Linked DNA regions of Mus musculus: region 1 is linked to region 2. A link is a contact called in public Hi-C data. All regions are on one chromosome and are shown on one strand. The core of a region is the stretch at or near the end of the contact, and the rest is flanking DNA. Distances in the headings are between cores, read along the strand shown. Region 1 has its middle 17 kb from the start of Gm30402. Region 2 has its middle 22 kb from the start of Gm40047.

Region 1 (3,250 bases), core at 555-3,054, 370 kb after region 2:
TAGCTGTTGTTCGGGGGAACCTTAGCTGTTGTTCGGGGGACCTGTGTTCTGTCTCTTATTTCCACGATTTGCCCAGACATGGTCACTCCATCCTGCTGTGACGAACTGGCTGTGGCACTGATGGTGACAGAACTCAGAACTGGAACTGGAACTAGGGAAATCTAAGGATCAGAGCGTGGCTCTTCCAGCAGAACTATGCTTGCACTCTGTAAAGTGACTCATGGAAGCGACTGCCTCCCTCCCTGCACAGGACTCAGGCTTTGCTTGGGTGCAGCCCATGGTCCCAGCATGACCCCCTTCGCAGATCATTTCATACTCAACCAGAGAGAATGCCATCGCTCTTACGAGGAGCTCCCCAAATAGGAAAAGCTCTGTTGCTTGCTTCTTTTGGAAGGCTTTGAAATACAAGATTCCTGATGGGACTCCAGCCATTCATACTGCCTCAAGATGCGCATGCACGTGGCCAGGCCTCACCTTGTGAGTTCTCCAACTGGAGAGCAGTCTGACAATTAGCACAAGGCAGTCGGGAAGGAGCAAAGCCAGCTTGTGTCTCTGAGCCCTCACCCACTAAAGTGTCGAGACTAATGAGGCATTTCCCACCCCCCACTAGAAAGCAGATAAATGTTAACTGATGTCATGAAGTGTTACTAACAAGACTCAAAACACGAAGAATGTTGATTGTAGGCATGGCTTAGGCAAGGGGATGGAGAGAGAACAGTCAAAAAGGCGAGAAACAAGAGGATGCATACGCCAGCTTCAACTCACCACACAGAACCCTGACTGTGGTCCATGGCCTTGAAAAGTAGGAAACATCGAGCCCAAGGGGAAGGTTAATTGCTCACCACAGGCCCACTAGCTTTCTTGACATCTCTACTGGATGTCCCTGATGTTTAGTGGTAGCGTTCGCTTCTGGGCCAGATCTGTTTCTATGCATGAATCAATGCTGCTCATTCCTAGGATAAGTTCAGGAGAGCAGAGCAGGAGGAGGAAGAGGAGGAGGAGGAGGAGGAAGAAGAGGAGGAGAAGGAGGATGAGGAGGAAGAGGAGGAGGAAGAGGAGGAGGAGGAGGAGGAGGAGGAGGAGGAGAAGGAGGAGGAGCATTTTAATTACAAGCAATTCAACCTGGCAAATAGAACTCTGAACCTGTCAGAGTCCCGGACTTCTGACCCGCTCCAAGACGGCCATCTGCTTTTGCTGTGGTGCTTGGGGAAGAGGTGCCCATGCAAGTTCCCACAGAGAGAGAGAATCTTGGATCAAATCCTTGGTGCTAACAAAGCCTCCGATCTGAATAAAAGTCTGTTGAGCTATGTAATGGTTCTGGTTTTGGAGCAGGGGAAAGCGGGGTGGTGTGGGAGTTGACAGAACCTGATTTGGGCCCATCTTGATGGAATGTGTGAATTACAAAGAGTCCTCTTGTTCCCTCAGATTTTCTGGTGCAGGCCAGGGTGGGCTGGATGCTGCTGCAGTCCTTTGGAAGGGTCTAACTGGGTTCCTGCTTTGGCTTTTCTTGAGTGCCAGAACACCCCAGAAGCCTCTGAATGGAGGTCTCGAAATGTTAGAAAATACGTTGGCACTCCTTTCCTTCCAGGCTGCCAGGCTAGAGAAGGGGTGGGGGTGTTGTTGCTGGAGGCATAGGAAGGTGAGTGTGATGTCAGCTGTGTCGTTGTGACTCAGCTGGAAAAGTGGCCCCACAGATCAAGCACCAGGCCTGGGACAAGGAGATAGGCAAGGAGGGCAGAGGTGTGTAGCCCAGCCAGAGTCTAGCCTGGCAGCAGCTGCTGAGTCTCAGCCCGGCTGCCATCAGCTATCAGGGATCCTAGGCGCCCCCCTCTGGTCAGTGAGGCAAGGGTTGGCTGCTAAATCCTGGTAGCAGTAACTTGGTATTTGAGCCTCGGTGCCGTTGGTACCTGACTGATAGCTCAGCAGAACGTGACTCCTTCGGCATACTTGGTAACTATCTGCACACAGCAGCGAGCTGTGGAGTTGAGGTTCTGCTCATTCCTCTGCTAACCACCCAAGTTCTATGAAAGTTTCTCAGGCTACTACTGGGTATGAATCAAACTTTGTTTTACACTAAGCTTAGGCTCGGGATTAAAGAGTTTTAAAATAAGCAAGATATCCACCACACGAGAAAAGTGCTTCCCTACTTGTTAAGGCGATAGAAACAAAGACAAACCTCCTAGAGGGAAACTGGTGCATCTAGTTATAACCTGGATTCTCATTTTATCTCAAAAAACCTGGGGGCTGGAAAGCAATGTGGCGTATAGCACCTTCCTCTTACATGAGGCAGTACTCCAGCTGTAAAATGGAAGACTAGCTCATCTCCAGTGTGTAAGATTCCAGGATCTTTTACAGATGAAAGTCATGTGCTAAAATCCAGTCAGAGCCAGCAGGTTCCAAGTCATCTGATTACAGACAGAAAGAAGAGAGACCCAATATGGCAGGAACCTCAGCGTGCTGTGAGGGTGTGGCCTGATGCACCAGTGGATCCTAGCAGCTGGCACCGCAGCCAGTAGTTCACAGAGAGACTGCCTTCATTGGCACCCATCTAATAGCTGAGGGCTGAGGCAATGAGAGAGGAGACACAGCGGGGGCAAGACAAGGAAATTATCTTTATTATCCATCCTTTGTAAGGAGGACATGTCTTTGCCATGCTTCCTTGTTAAAAAACACTAACGGCAAAAATGCAAACAGCATATTTCCAAGTGGATCACACCTCGGAGAAATAAGTCTAACTCAAACATGGAGAAGTAGATGAAAATACATAAAGCAAACAACAAACCGACTGAAAACAAAAATTCATGATTGCTGCAAAGGCTTATTAGCTCACAGATCAAACATCACAAAGGATACAGATGATTGCCAACGGCATGAATGAAGTTCTCATCTTAACATGTAGAATGCTTTACACAGTAACTACACAAGAGACTTCATTTCTTCATTCTAAAGAGGACAATTTACTATAATTATTGTATGCCAGAACAAGTACGCATAAAAAAATGCAAAGGATTGAAATACAGGATGTATTTTTGATGCAAAGAAATATAAAATGACAGAAATATTTATGTTTGTAAAATACATGCAATTAATCCAGGAAACATAAGAGATCACTATGGAAATTAGAAAATGTTTGAAGTGAGATCGACCAATGATAGTGAGCCCAGCCCCAAAGGTATACATCTGTGCCACAGCTCCTGCATCCCAGATACATCTGCACCACAGCTCCAGAATCAGGGATACATCTGCACCA
Region 2 (3,150 bases), core at 26-2,525:
AGCTTTTTTTTCAGAGCCTCCAAGTTATTCTGGTGGACAGCCAAGGACATGTCCCCAGGTAGCTGGCCAAGTCCTTAAGGAAAGCTTCTTCTGTCTCCTAAGACCTCCTCATGTAAGCACCCACATGGCATAGACACGTGCGCCTAGTGACTACCCACGCTGTTTGCATGGTGGCTTTGCTCTTGTCATGGAACTCAAGTGGGATTCTGTGGCCTGAGATAGCAGCTCTAAGGCCACACCTCAACAGAGCATCTACAAAACTCTGGATTTCACAGGTGGAAAAATGTAAATATGGAAAAGACGAGCTTTTTAAAACCAAGGAAAGGAAGAAAAAAAAAAAGCTGTGTCTACAGAATGGCTTTTCCAGGAGCCTGACCCGTCTGTGGTACTTTGTGTGCTCAGAGGTAACCTGGAGTTAGGAAACGTTCTAAAGGCCAGCAGGATCCGCCTCAGTTTGGCTGAGAAAGTGCAATCACTGGCTGCCTGAGATATTACGCAGGGATTTGAATGCTGGGTACAAGTGCAACATGGAAATTATTTCAACAGTCAGTCTGAGTGTCAAGTGTCCTGCTGGGCCTCCGGGATCGGATACTCCTGTGGGCGAATGGAGCAGCGAACAGCGGCTGGAGCTCCATGAAGCCCCATTGCAGGGAGATAACTCGGTGGCCAGTCAAATTTGCCCCAGGGTTTTGGAGCTGGCCTTTCTGCTACATGCAAAGCCAGGACGCGTTTCTTGTCAGATGATTCAGCTGTAAGAACGTGCGTGTGTGGTCAAGCTGTCCGGATGGAGTCAAGCCTGCTTGTGTTCCCTTTTGATCCCTACCTTCTCTTACTTCTGCTCCTGAACTGCTGAACCCGGGGAAGAGCTGTTTGCCGTTCCGTGGCAGAATGACATCAGCAGGGAGGCAGTTCCTGGGCCAAGGGAGCCAAGTCCTCAGACACCATCTCGGAAGTAGGACAAGTACATTTTGTTTCTCCAATTCAACCCAGAGAACTGCCTGGTCCCCGAGGCCCGTGCCAAATGTGTTTGCGCAACCTCGGCAGCGGTGCCCAAAATGCGGCGCAAGACTCGGCCAGAGGTTTCGTTTCGTTGTGGAATGAATACTCACAGATGGTAGGGCTAGCGTTGTTGGTGGCCCTGGCTATGTGAATTGCAGGCTCAAACCTCCGCAAAGGTTAGGGTCCTAGAAGGCATGGTACTCGATCTCTGGCTAGGCCTATCATAACCCATTGCCTCAGTACTTAGCCTAGCCAAGGCACACAGAGCATTGAGGTAAAGCTGGCCAGGGCACTGTGCCATCGTATTTTGGCTAGGAGCATGTTCCTGGGCGCGGGTGGGGAGTTGGGAAGGAGAAAAGCTACCAATTTGGCTGTTGCTCCCGAACATTTGCTCTGCATTCTTGAATGCTCTTGGTTAAAGTCCTTATACCCCAGGCAATGGGGCAAGAATGCACACACACTACACATGTGAATGCATGCATACACAGAGAGACCCAAAACATCTTAGTAGATAAAAACCAGCTGTTTTGTGTGTGCCTATATATGCGTATTTTTCTTAGGAGAAATCAAGGACTATGAAAATGTGTTCACATGTAAATGACCAGTATTTGAAGGCTAATGTTGGTATCTTTCAAAGTCTAACGTAATAATAAACTTGTATGTTTTGTAGGGCTTTATAGGTCACAGTACATTCCACATGTCTCATTCATCTGATGGGCCTAACCACGATGTAGCGCATGTGTTAGCTTCTTCTCCAGTTCTACATTTAAGGGAAGCAGGGAAGTACTTTGCTCAAGACTGCATATCAATCAAGTCTCAGGATCAGACTAAGAACAGAGGCCAACCCCATCCAATCTCCTTACCCTGCCGGCCCCTAATCTTTATAGTAAAATGACCAAAGGGAAACAGTCCTGAAATCTACTCATCTATTTGTAGGACTGGATGACATGGCTCAGTCCCTCCCAGAGCAGTCACGAGACCAACAGCAACACCTGCTTCATTTGGGACTAAAACAAAACAAACAAACAAACAAACAAACAAATCCAACGAGTTCCAAGTCCACCCCTGACCATTCGAGTCATCATCTGCACTTTGATAGCATCATGCATATGATGAGCCAAGTTTGGGACAATAGGAAGGATTGAGCTAGGGTTATACTCTCCTTCCTGGCACACTTGGGAGCTCCTGATGTTTAAATCACATAATCGAAGGAACAAAAGAAGAGGAAGAAGGAGGAGGGGAAGAAAAAGAAAAGGAGGTGGAGGAGCAGGAGGAGGAGGAGCTGCTGCAGCTCATGGTAGGATCTTATACTCGCCGTTCTAAGAGCTAGATATAGGAGATCATGCCTCTAAAACTCTCCAGGTAGCAGCTCTGCAGTCAGGGCTGAAAATGGTTAGAGTAGACCAGGTGCTTTCCACCTTTGCTGAATCTGTGAGCCGGATCCACGGGAAACAGCCTAACCATGCATCACCCACCCCATTCCTGGTGGGTTTGTCAGGATTCATAGAACATTTTGCTGTATTGAATCTAAACTTCCCTATCGCTTGGAGATCTTATCCGATAAGCACCCGCGGGTGGCCATTCCCTGTGGGTAACTATTCCAAGTAAATTGGAGTCCCTTTCTTTTCTTGGGAAAAGAATCAAAGTGTCAAGAGCGAAGTTGCCAGCGGCCATATCTATCTGAAGAGATGCACGCAGCTTTGCGGTGTGTTAGGAGTGTTGCAACGCATTAGAATCCTCCTGGTGAGGAGAAATTTCTGGCTCAGATCATTTGCAATTGAGACAAAGCTTTTTTTGGGGGGGGGTGCCTCAGGATGAATAGGATGGCCAGTCCCTCTGCACATGGCACCTAGAGCATCAACAAGAAGAGTCCACAGGAATGACCCGGCCACCTGGTGAGGCACTGGTGGAGAGCTCTGAGGACGTATTGTGCTTATTGCACCTCTTCTGATTTTTTTTTTAAGATGGAAAACCCCAAACAACCTCTACACTGTCCTGCATCCAGATCACAATGTCAGATTTGCAACCACGCTTACTCTGCTGTGGAGCCATCTGTTTGAGCCATCAAGACAAAATTCATCAGGGAATGCTTATGTCTAGGTCAAGACAGGACAGCTGTGTGGTGCAGGCCACAGACCCAGCCCACGCAGG

The links. Hi-C and Micro-C count contacts between places; a contact is called where the count stands out from the background.
Region 1: a contact with region 2 is called in a Hi-C map of muscle stem cells, with 2.4 times the contacts expected there. The contact joins two enhancer-like sites. A contact is called at or near these places in 10 of 39 promoter capture datasets (the 3T3-L1 cell line, 3T3-L1-derived adipocytes, the C10 cell line and 6 more), 1 of 15 datasets of contacts at CTCF or cohesin (large pre-B cells) and 3 of 484 Hi-C or Micro-C datasets (the C2C12 cell line, muscle stem cells and myocytes).

What each region holds. Positions count from the first base shown.
Region 1 is chr3:52,973,552-52,976,801 of GRCm38.p6, forward strand. No RefSeq gene overlaps it. Among named protein-coding and RNA genes, the nearest start is that of Gm30402, 17 kb to the left of the region's middle. Within about 2 kb of position 1,805, at least 32 of the 459 cell types and tissues checked have an H3K27ac peak or open chromatin away from gene starts, as enhancers often do. A contact at or near this core is called in hippocampal neurons and muscle stem cells, where this site is marked.
Region 2 is chr3:52,600,221-52,603,370 of GRCm38.p6, forward strand. No RefSeq gene overlaps it. Among named protein-coding and RNA genes, the nearest start is that of Gm40047, 22 kb to the left of the region's middle. Within about 2 kb of position 1,276, at least 54 of the 459 cell types and tissues checked have an H3K27ac peak or open chromatin away from gene starts, as enhancers often do. A contact at or near this core is called in hippocampal neurons and muscle stem cells, where this site is marked.